Regions from separate parts of the Mus musculus genome. Here region 2 is linked to region 1. Evidence: chromatin contacts called from public Hi-C data. All regions are on one chromosome and are shown on one strand. The core of a region is the stretch at or near the end of the contact, and the rest is flanking DNA. Distances in the headings are between cores, read along the strand shown.

Evidence for each region. Hi-C and Micro-C count contacts between places; a contact is called where the count stands out from the background.
Region 2: a contact with region 1 is called in a Hi-C map of cortical neurons, with 7 times the contacts expected there. The contact joins the promoter of Tmeff2 here to the enhancer-like site in region 1. A contact is called at or near these places in 12 of 484 Hi-C or Micro-C datasets (brain, cerebellar granule neurons, cerebellum and 5 more) and 4 of 115 datasets of contacts at active chromatin or transcription factors (astrocytes, embryonic forebrain, forebrain and 1 more).

Annotation. Positions count from the first base shown.
Region 1 is chr1:47,275,606-47,281,281 of GRCm38.p6, forward strand. All of the region lies in intron 1 of Gm39638 (a long non-coding RNA gene), which reads left to right. Among named protein-coding and RNA genes, the nearest start is that of Gm39638, 27 kb to the left of the region's middle. Within about 2 kb of position 2,951, at least 13 of the 459 cell types and tissues checked have an H3K27ac peak or open chromatin away from gene starts, as enhancers often do. A contact at or near this core is called in cerebellar granule neurons, cerebellum and cortical neurons, where this site is marked.
Region 2 is chr1:50,924,927-50,930,602 of GRCm38.p6, forward strand. Tmeff2 (transmembrane protein with EGF-like and two follistatin-like domains 2) reads left to right here and starts at 2,597. Exons shown (of 10, transcript NM_019790.4): 1 at 2,597-3,193; 2 at 5,623-5,676. The coding sequence starts at 3,022.

The sequences.
Region 1 (5,676 bases), core at 1,701-4,200:
GGACAAGCTCACATACTGGGTGTATGAGATATAGTATGTTAATGACCTAGGCAGTAGCCATTATTATTCTCGGTTTTACATGTGGGATTCTGAAGCTCATAAAGGTTCATTAATCTTCCTAAAGGTCACACACCTTGTAAGAAGAAGCACCAATATTTAATCTCAGGTTTCACTAGTTCTGCATGCTCCTAAGTGCTGTGGTGATTAATGTCAGCACCCAAATACGGAAGCAATGTGACTATGCTAAACTTCTGGGCCATTTTCCTCAAAGTTTCTCTTAGTCCCAGTACAGAAGAACTTACTCTAGAAGCTGGGCAAGAAATACTTGCTTTTGTGACACCAAAATAAAATTTTAGGAACATTGGAATAATAAATGAGACTGCATACAGTAATCCTGTGCTTGCATAGTTACCAAACACTAGGCTGCATTGTGGCAGTGTGCTTATTGCTTATTTAGTTTGTTTTCTTGTATTTTACTTTTTATGTATGCAATAGAGTGATAATCCAAAGAAAACTGAAGAAAGCATAAGGCTAAAAGAGTTCTTAAAAATGTAAAATACTTTTTTTAAAGACAGTGCAGATATAACTAAACACACTTTGTCAATTTTTAAATTGATATAAAATCCCAGATTAAATGCCTTAGATTAGTACAGCATAGCACAATGTATGCTGTGTCTACAAAAGGCCACCACCTACTCATATTTAAAAATACAAAACTCATATTTGTCATTGTGCTTATTAAATTATTTCTCTTTCTCTATCTCCTTTCTCTCTGTCATCTCCACCTCTATCTCTTCTTTTTCTGTTTCCTCTTTACCGCTTGTGTCTCTATGTCCTCTGTCTTATGGCTTCTCTTGCTATCTTCCTTCTCCAACGAATACTCTTTACCCCTTGACATCGCCTAGTGTAGTGAGGCCACCGGCAGATGCTGTTTGTTCTGTGTTGAATAGTACATGCAGCAAGACTGATTTCCCATTAGGGGAATTTGCAAGAGTTCCAGAACCATTTTGAGCAGTGTCAGCATCAGCGTAATTATTGTTGAACCTGTAGGATGATGACCTTCTATTGAAGTACTGTATTCATTTTAATGAATTATCCCAGGGCACACTGACCTCCTCATAAAACCTATGTTTAGGAATTTAGGGGGTTTAATATTAATTTTAATTCTGACATTTTCTTCCTATGACATCTTTAGATAAATCATTTCACCACATCAGGAGCCATATGCAGAATAACAGTGAACAATTCTCATAGATATCGAGCCTGGTCAAAGTCATAGTGACTGTGAGTGAAATTAAAAAGTGCCCACATTGCAAAAGCTTTAGTACTTGCTTATAGATATGCAAGGACAATGATCTCAGTTGCTGGTGCTCAAGGTCTCCAGAAAAAATGATCAGGACCAGTGCACTACTTGTCCTGAACATCCTTAGGATGGGAACTGTCCTCGGGTCTTCCGCATACTGTTCTTGGCATGTTAATTCTCAGGATGTGTTTGTTTAATGGGGGAATAAATGATTATAAGACAAAGCTAATAATTAAATAGACTTACGGTAATATCTATGAATTATCCTTCCGTTAAATTGGATAACCATTTAAAATGGAAGGTGGAGAAGTGGGTCAATGATGCTGGCATTACATAGTACTTTAAAAATCTTGCTTCCTTCCTTTATTACAATTCATAGAGTTTCCAGCTGGGTAAGAAGGTTGATGACATTTGCAGGAAAAGACATTCTCTTTAGAATGTGGGCTATGAGGGGCTACATGAACTCAGAGAATGGTTGCACACTACACACACACACACACACACACACACACACACACACACACACAGAGTTCTAAGTGTATTCAGTGTGTATTTTAAAATTAAAAAGAGAGTGTTTGAGGTTAGTAAGAAAAAGTGGCAGTTGTCAGAACTGGGCAGGATGGGATAGGGGTGAGTTTGATATAAATATACTGCATATGTAGGCATGAATATTATGTGAAATCTATGTGATCTTCTGTGCTTACGTTGATTCAGTATGTTTGAAATACCTAGGCATAAATGATGACCTTTTTAATGAGAAAGAGTTCTAGAAGCTGTAGATGTACATGCTAATAAATCACCATGTAGCCAACAATTTCTGGAAATTCTGTTCTTACAGAGATATAACTTGTTTTTTTGAAATACATTCTAAATAGACGTGAATAACCTAGTCTTTCTTAAAAGTTTGAACACAATTTAAAAACAATATATACATATCCATACATGTGTACATATATGTACATATACACATATACATACACACATGTATTTAGGGGACTTGGTTTAGGAATATTGTATGTAGCCACTTGGGGGCACTCTTTACTCATTTAAGGTAGCCTTGATGACAGGAGAAAATATGTGTTCATAATAAAGGAAAGTGACAATCCAGGGAGAATTTCAATAGTCTAATTTTAGACATAGTATGCAGGTGTTTTGGAATTCTGGTCGCCTGGATGGGGTGGTTTCCGGAGCTTGCCAGGGTGCTGGGGGGTCTGAGAATGCCACTCAGATTATGAAATGTATTGGGTTGGCATAGCATGGCATTTTCTCTCTACAGCATTTGGCACATGAGGTTTACCTCTTTTATTTCCTTTTGTCTTCATTCTGGAGGATATGGCTTTGAAAGCAGGTCCTGCAAACAGCATATGCATAAAGATCTTCCAAAGGAAGATTTTACCTTTTAGCTATTACTTCGATCTTTAAAAATTCAATGAGATGGTGTTAGACGACCTTTTGGGTACTGGATAGCTGAAACTTGTTTGCAAATAAGATTTTGAAAAGGTAATCAGGGAACAGCTGCCACAAGTCCAATTGTTCATTAAGGAATACTCTTTTAGGAAGTGCAAATTAGGATGTATAGATGCACACATGCTAAATACAATGGGTGGTTAAGTCAGTCAGATTGCAAACTGTTAACACCGATAACAATGGCATGCTGGCCAACTGTCACTCTTTCACATGAGCAGCCACTATTTCAGAGGTTTAATTTGACATCAATCATTTTAATAGAACATTAAGAAAGAAATTATATTTGCATATTGTCATTGGGATGCTTGGGAATAAAAATTTCAACTCAGTCTATCATGTTCTTACTTCTTACAGAAGGATTCAATCCTAACTGCTTTTCAGCATTTGGGGTAAGGGTGGAATTAAAGTCCCATGCCTATCTTCATTACAATCACAGTGTCTGGGCAGCAGTCCCAGCCTCCAGCATAAAGAACCTCCCAGAGCGTAGCATATTAGTGAGTACAGTTCAGCTTTATCAGCGGTGGCATCAATGACATTTAGAGTGGTTCTATCAGGTCTCCACCCAGACCACTCAATTATGAAAATCTGTGCAATGTGGAACTTTTGTGGCACTATGCTGGCACTGAGATACCATCCTTCCCATCTTGATGGAGGAAGTTTTTGGTGCCAGTTTTGCGATAGCTTATTTTTCCAAGTGTAGTGTGTGTTTGATTTTGGCTAATATGCTGATTCCCCAGTTTGCATAGAATGGTCACTATTTTTCTTTTAAGAAGTTGAGTAATTCTTATGACAGCCTGAGAACTACTGTTGTGAGGAACAAATCTTGTGATTGTTTAAACATTATACAGATTTCTGTCCCTGTTGTCTTTGCTTGTTTACTCCAATAGAGGTACAGTTCCCAGATTCAATCACAGTCAGAGAGAGGTCTTTATTATAGGGAACTAGGATTTAGGAATACGGATGCCAAGCACTATAGATTCAAAATGGCTAAAAACTAAAGGTATTGAGGGATCCCTTACTGAAAGCGTTCATTTATAAAGAACGCACTATGTTCATAAGTACTACCTGACATTTATATAATAAACATCCGTGGTTACATGTGGAGATGGTGCTTCTCAGGGAAGCAGAGTTTGGCGACTATTGAATCTACAGTGTTTTTCCCATATTATTTGTAGCATGTCAATTAATCAAAATTGTCATTTTTCCTTCCACGCTCAAATTACACAAAATAATGCAAACACATCATTCTTTGAGATACGTAAAGGTGATAAAGATATTGCTGGGCTGGGAATAGAGCTCAGTAACATGTTTTCCTAGTGTGTGCAAGGCTCCAATTAAAATTCTCAGGTTCTATAAAGAAAGGGATATTTTTCCCCTGTTAATTGAATTTATCAGAGATATAGGAAGTACTATTGTTCAGATACACTCTGAAGAGGATCGAGAATATTTTTTATCAATTTTAACTGCATCTTAAGATTAATTTTGAGGTCCATGTACCATGGGAACACTGGCTGCTCATTCATATCTTTCATTCTGTCTATTCACAATCAAATATGGCCTTGAGCCAAAAATCTTCTTTGTGAGTTCTCACTGTGAAATTTTTTCAGCTACCACAGAAACATACATCCCACTTGTGTATCCTAAGCATGCTCTAGTTGTCCTAAGGAGCACAGTTGCAAGGAGCAGATCTTGATTATAGGCCATAAAGGTGATAATGCTATAATATGAACAGTAATAATAATCCTGTTTGGGGAAGGGGGGAGGTGCCTTTCCATATCGGACTACCACTGAACCAATAGGTTAACTCCCTAGCCATGGCTTCCACTCCTTGATCACTGCAAGCTGGCAGCGCTTTGGGCTATTCAGAAAGTAGTCAGGAAACTACACAAATTGGTTTCTATTTTCTGACAGGACGTCAGTCACCTGACTTCTGCAGTGTAGTAGGAGAGCTGCAAATAATCCTAGGTTCATCAACATGCTCTTGTGGAAAATAACACTCTTTGTTACGTCAACATCAATGCTGGCTTGCTAGTGAGGATGGAAACGTGTCTTGAGAGTTATTTGAGCAAGATTTCTTGAAATTGTCCATTCCTGTGGCTAGCACAAAATATATACTATTAATTGTTGGGTTTTGCAATTTAAGTGAGATGCAACAACTATACTGCTTAAATCCTGTATTTTAAAGCCAGGAAATGAATGTAAAGAAACCTATTTTATTTTAATGATAGAACCAAGTTTACAGCTCTATATAATGTTAGTCATATAACCTGCAAAGGAGTGAATAAAAGTTGAACATTCAGGCTTACAGTTCATGGTTGGAAAGTCTTAAACTGCTTTTCAGTTTGTTTTATTGTCTTTAGACTTCCTCTTATCATTATTTATCCTTAAACTCTCTCTAAGTGAGACATCAATAAAAGCTTTAGTTCTCTCTAGTTGTTTTTATATTAGGGAATAAATTTACAATATACATTTATTCTGACAGTCATAAAGGGCACTGCTTAATAATATCCACCATAATTCTCAATAATAATCTCCCAGATTTCTTGTGATTCATTGGGCTTTTCCTTGTCTTAGACTGAGAAAATCTGACTTTGAAGAGCTGGTTGCACATGACTTTACAGTCTTTTGCCCTTAGTGATTCTAATAGTACCTGAAAGGAAGTTAGCTTCCTTCAGGTAGTTCTCTCCCAATATCTGAGTAGGGGGTAAACAAGGATAAGTGCTGAGTTCAGGGAAGTCACAAGTTGGAGGTCTTCTCATAGGGCTATGATGTGTGGCACACAGTGCCATGTAATCAATCCGCTTTCTCTCTTCTGCAGCTACATCTGGTCCCTTACATACCAACATCAATTTAGTCTTCACTGGATCTTGTATTTGTCTTTCTTCGCTGGCACATTTTATTCTCAA
Region 2 (5,676 bases), core at 1,347-3,846, 3.6 Mb after region 1:
AACAATGCAGTGCTCCCTTCAGTAAATGATGTTCTTCTGCCACTTGGTGGTGCCTGCCAGTTGCAAAATTCCGTTTCTTGGTGGCACTGTAACACTAAATGTATCCTGAGCGGGACAGAATCACAGCATCTCCAACTGAAAGGCTTTGGTTCCAACTCCTCAATAATTTAAAGAACCTCTGTGCAGGTAACTGTGTTTGCTACCCATCGCAGCCAGTCATTAACTCATTTGGCAGTTTAAGTTACTGTGGGCAAAGTGTCTGAAGAATACAAATTCTTACAAAGCACACCAAAATTTTACTAAGCAGAGAATTCAGTAACATTTTTCCTTGTAATTCTAGGTTACAGTCAAACCCTGCAACCCTAGCGCTGGTTTATGATCATAATCGCTGCAAAAACACATTGTCTGAGGGACTTTGCCATAACTGCAGAGGGGCTCATATTCAAAAGCCTGATTAGTTGCTGATCGCTGATCCACGCTTTGGTATGGAAAATTCCAAATCCTCATTCGGTACTGTGTGGCTGATGCAGCTAGATCTGCATTAAGCTTGAATGTATGTCGCAGACTCCACTGAAAGGCATCTCTGTTTCTTTGTTTTTGCGATATCTTTGGCAGCTCCATCTTCTGGGCATTCCTTTACCTTCAACAATTCAGTTGCTCCATCTAAAAGCCGATTTTTCTGATGCCTCCAATGTCTGGTCAAATTGATCTGTGTTAATGGAGTCTTCGCTGGTGAGAGATGCCATTGACTGGAACGCTGAGATCTGCGGCTGCTTATTTGCCAGGGGCAAGAGACACCAAGATTCAGAAATCTTGAGAGGTGGGCGGGGGAGGGGGAAAGGTAGTCTTGGGAGGGAGGCGGGATGTAAGATAAAGGGAAGGGTTTCACATAGAGGAAGAAAGAGAGAGGTGGCTTTGAGGCTCAGAGGTGCTGCAGGATCACGTCTCACAGAGGCGAAGTTAAAAAGCAAGGGAGTGGGGAGAGGTTGGAGGGTACAGGACTTAAAGGGACTGCTTTGGCACAGTTTGTTTTCTGGTGGTGTCTGCGGAGGATAGATAGATAGTCCGCCTTTCAAAGTCTATTGGTGCCGCTTTTAAGTGGTTGGTTAAGCTCGTTAATTGCTTGTTAGATGCTATCAAACAATGCTCTTAGTCAAGATTCAGGAGGTTATGGGAGGGCGATACAAGGAAATTTAAAGAAAGAGAAAGGGGAAAGCTTTTGAAAGAAAGGAAGAAGGAGAGAAGGAGAAAGGAAAGAGAAATAGAGCAGGAGTATATATGTATAATGTGAATGAAAAAATACCATAAATAACTGAATGATACAAACGCAAAAGGAAACCTCTTTGGTGCAAGGCACCAAGAACCCTGTGACTGCAGTAGTGACCTGAGTCGTAGGAGACAGACTCTTCTCTCCATCTATGTCCCAAAAAGCTCTGGGCCCTGAGAACTAACATGCCATTAAGCTAAAGAGTGTGTCTAACTGCGTGGAGTGCAGCAGAAGGAAGGCTGATATCTCTCTGCTGTTTCTGCTGGGGCTAAGGAGAACCAAGCGGAGGTAGTGACTCCTGCCGGGCTAGGCTCCCTTGCCTCTCCCAGGTAGCTGGGGATCCACAGACAAGGTGTAAAACGCCCAAGTCTAACGCCCAATCACTCCAAGCTCTCCTCCGGGATGCCGCTTCTCTGTGGATTCGCCCTGTAACCCATTCTCAGCTTGGATTCAGAGAAGTCTCTCGCTGCTCCTCCGGCCTCCTGTCCAGACCAAAATTGACCTTCCAACAACATTTTGTTGAACCTTTTAGACAGCCCCACAAATAGGTTCCGGTCTGTACCTTACCAAAGAGCTCCAGGGAAAGAGAATCAAATCTAGCAGGCTGAGCTGCGGAGAGCCTGGAAGGGATAGGAGGCACAGGGAGAATGGGGAGAGCCAGCGAAACTGGCTGCTCCAGCCTGGCGAGCACTGTCGGGCTTGCTCGGGGAGCTAGCTGCTGCTGCTGCTTTAAGCCACCAGAGTCTTTTGGCTCTCGCACTGCCGCCTCTTGCCCTCTTTTCTCTGCCACCGCCTAGAGAAGCATCCTAATGCTTCTTAAGCTACCAGGACATGCCCAGCCTGGATCTCTTTCCCGGACCGGCGGCGCCAACGGGACGCCCTCTGCTCCCTACCCGCTTCCCCTATTGCCCTGTGGCTGCGGGTCCTCCACCTACTCCGCCCCCACCACATCCAGCTGGAAGACAAGGCCACCCAGCCGCAGCGGGTGCTGTCAGCCCGGGGTCACGCACAGAAGAGAGGCGCGAGCCTGGACCTCGCACACAGTAGGGGGCGTCATGGAGCAGAGAAGCCAGGCAAGTGGGAGAAAGAACGTGGGAGTAGCCGCCCTGAAGCCTGAGCTTCTCCCAGGAGCCATCCCGCCTAGACCCACTCGGGTTAGAGCCTAGAGAACTAGCCCATCTGTGGCATCAGTGGCCGCCTCCTCCTTGCACCTCCTCACCGACCCCTCCCTCCCGGGACCTGCATCGCGCTCCGCCAATCAGAGTCCGACTGCCGCTTCCCACGTGACCCCGGGCGGGCTAAGGACCTGCTGCTTCCCAAACGCCAGAGGGATGCGGGCGGCAGAGCGCGAGAGGCGGCGGCTGGGCTGCGGGGCGCTGTGACTGTCCCTCCACCCAGTCTGGTCGCGCTCTTCTCTTCGGCCGATTGGCCGCCTCCTCTCCGCACCCTGGTTTCTGTCTCCTGCTCCTCCTTTGCCCCGACCCTGTTCCTTATGGCAGCAGCTCCTTGCATCGGGGGCGCAGCTTCTCAGCGGACTATCCTCTCACTCCGCAGGCTGAGCCCGGTCACTGGATGTTGCTGAAACTCCGGAGATCATGCTCTCCTTTGGTCGCAGTATCACCGCCGGCTGTCCCTGCCGCCGCCCCCTCCTCTGCTGCCGCGGTCCGCGGGATGCTCAGTAGCCCGCTGCGTGGCCCCTGCGATCCCGTGTTCTTCAGAAGCCTTTGGTTGCTGCAGAGTTGCGCGAAGTAGTCATGGTGCTGTGGGAGTCCCCGCGGCAGTGCAGCAGCTGGACACTTTGCGAGGGCTTCTGCTGGCTGCTGCTGCTGCCCGTGACGCTGCTTATCATAGCCCGCCCGGTAAAACTCGCTGCTTTCCCTACCTCCTTAAGTGACTGCCAAACGCCCACCGGCTGGAACTGCTCCGGTAAGTCCAGACCCTCAGCCCTCTACTTCACTTCTCCAAGCGCGGAACCCGCACAGACCTGTCTACTCTCATATGTCTGCCCAGCCACTGCCTGAAACCCAGAACTTCCCACCTCAATCCTGAGAAACATTGAGAACTGCTTCAGCTAAGGCTGGGCGTGCTGGGATAGGAACAAAGTACAGGTGTGGGGAACCATAGATGTTTGCCCCTTTCAAATCGGAGGATTTAGAGAAATACTACAGAGGTAGTTCTCCATCCTGGGGGAAAACACTAACGCAGAACATTTCCCATCATTAAAAAAAATAAAAATAAAAATAAAAGAGTCTAGCCTGGATGTGCGAAAAATAACTTTATGAGAAAGAACAATCAAGAAAGCAATAAATCAAATGATGACTGCAGGGAAACTGTTAAGGCTGCCGAAAATGCTTCTGAATGCAGGGGTTTTCTAGTCAGCACTGGGCCACAGATAATTCTAAGGAGGCAAGTTTCCAGGAACGGAGTCTCTCTCTCTCTCTCTCTCTCTCTCTCTCTCTCTCTCTCTCTCTCTCTCTCTCTCTCTCTCTCTTCCTCCTCTCCTCTCCTCTCCTCCCCTCCCCTCCCCTCCCCTGCCCTCCCTTCTCCTCTCCTCTCCTCCCCTCTCCTCTTCCTCCCCCTTTTCTTTCTCTTTTCTCCTCTAGCTTGTTCTGTCTATACCTCCCTAGCTCTCTCTTTTGCTCTCTCTAGCGCTCCCTCTCCCTCCCTTTTCTTCTCTCCTTTCACCCCCACCCCCACTCTCTTCTCTCTTCCTTTGGCTGCAAATGCCATTGACTTTGAAAGACATTGATTTTGTAGCCAAAGTATGCCCATCCAAGTTCTTATGTGGAGGACAGAAGTTGAGAAAGAAGCAAACATAGATCCCCGCCCCCTCCCCCACGCCAGAATGGGCATGCCCCAAGGCTGATAGACTCTCTTCTGAGAGCACAGTGACCCTACCATGGCAGGTCCCAACCCCTTCACTTCTGCACTGGGTTTCATTGTCAGGCAGTCCTCTTGCTCATTCAGTCTCTGTCAGAATACTGAAGCTTGACACCTGCATGCTATTGAAGCCTCTAATTGAAAGGGGCCCAAAGATCGAAGTTACTGCACTCTTACTGGCTGGTTTTACATTTCAGTATCAGAGTGTCTAGTTTACCTGAAGAATCATAGTGTAATTTCTTTGGCATTTTAAACTCTATAAGCACACATGGTCATTGTCTCCATGGTCTAATCTGGTCTTGTTTTAGCAAGTGTGTTTATAACATTTCATTTTAGTTAAGTAAAATCTTCTCACAATTAAATCCGACTTTGAATAAGATAGCCTTTGGAGATGTGTAAGTGAAAGGAAGTGTGTGTAACTTTTGAGAGGATGTGATTATTAAATATAACTTATAGGTAGAGGCATGTACAGTTCTAAGAGATGACTAATACAACTCTTGAGGTCAATTAATTAATGTGCACCACTCCAGTTTAACCTTGGCTAAGACAAGTTGAAATGTACAGTCATATTAGATTTGGGTCAGTAGACTGACTTGGTTCTTCTTTTGGTAATTTCTAAATTTGGCATTTTATGAAACACAACATGTCTCTAACTTATTCTTAGTTCCTTCATTCATGTATGCTATTTTAAAAAGAATAAATTCCACTTGGGAACAGAACATCCTTAAAATTTGATCATAACTAATGTTCAACATGACTAGCTTGTTTCCTAACTAATATTGGTATTAGGAATACCTAGCTTGAATATAACATTGACAATGAGGAAATGTGTTATAAACCAGATCTCTCAAAGCTGTGTTCACTAACTAAAAATGAAGAACTGTATTTCTGGAAGGTTGTGAAGAGCTTGGCAGCCCCCACCCATCCCTGTTAACTTGAAGGTGATCAATCTTCCTTTGAGTCAGAAAGACCTTCACAGAAAACACCAAGTCTGTTTATCTTTATTATTGAGGTTTTGCTTCCTCTTTGTCTGGAAAAAAAACTGTAAGTAAGGGTCATTTCATATCTTAAAGCGAAGAACAATTAAAGGCAGAAATATTAAAATGGCAACTACAAACCATCACCAAATCTTTTCCTAAATATTGAGTTTGGGTCACTGATATACCCTACTTAGTGAGGAAAAAAATTAAAAAGAAAGCAGAGAAGCAAATGTCAAACTTTCACTCACACAGTCACTATTAGTCTAAGCTAAATTTAAGAAAGCATGCTCAAAAGGTGATACTGAGGGAGACTTTATTAGGAAACAGTTGTAAATGTATGGACTATTATTGATCACTTTTGAGGTTATTAGTAGAAGGCACACTTGTGGCTGTTGGAATTAAATTTTAAGAAAATTCTGTTTGTGCTACAAACTAGAATTCTCTTTATACATTATAACATTTTAAAGTGACTGGAGCATTCTTTTTCAACTTGAGGTTACGATGACAGAGAAAATGATCTCTTCCTGTGTGACACCAACACCTGTAAAT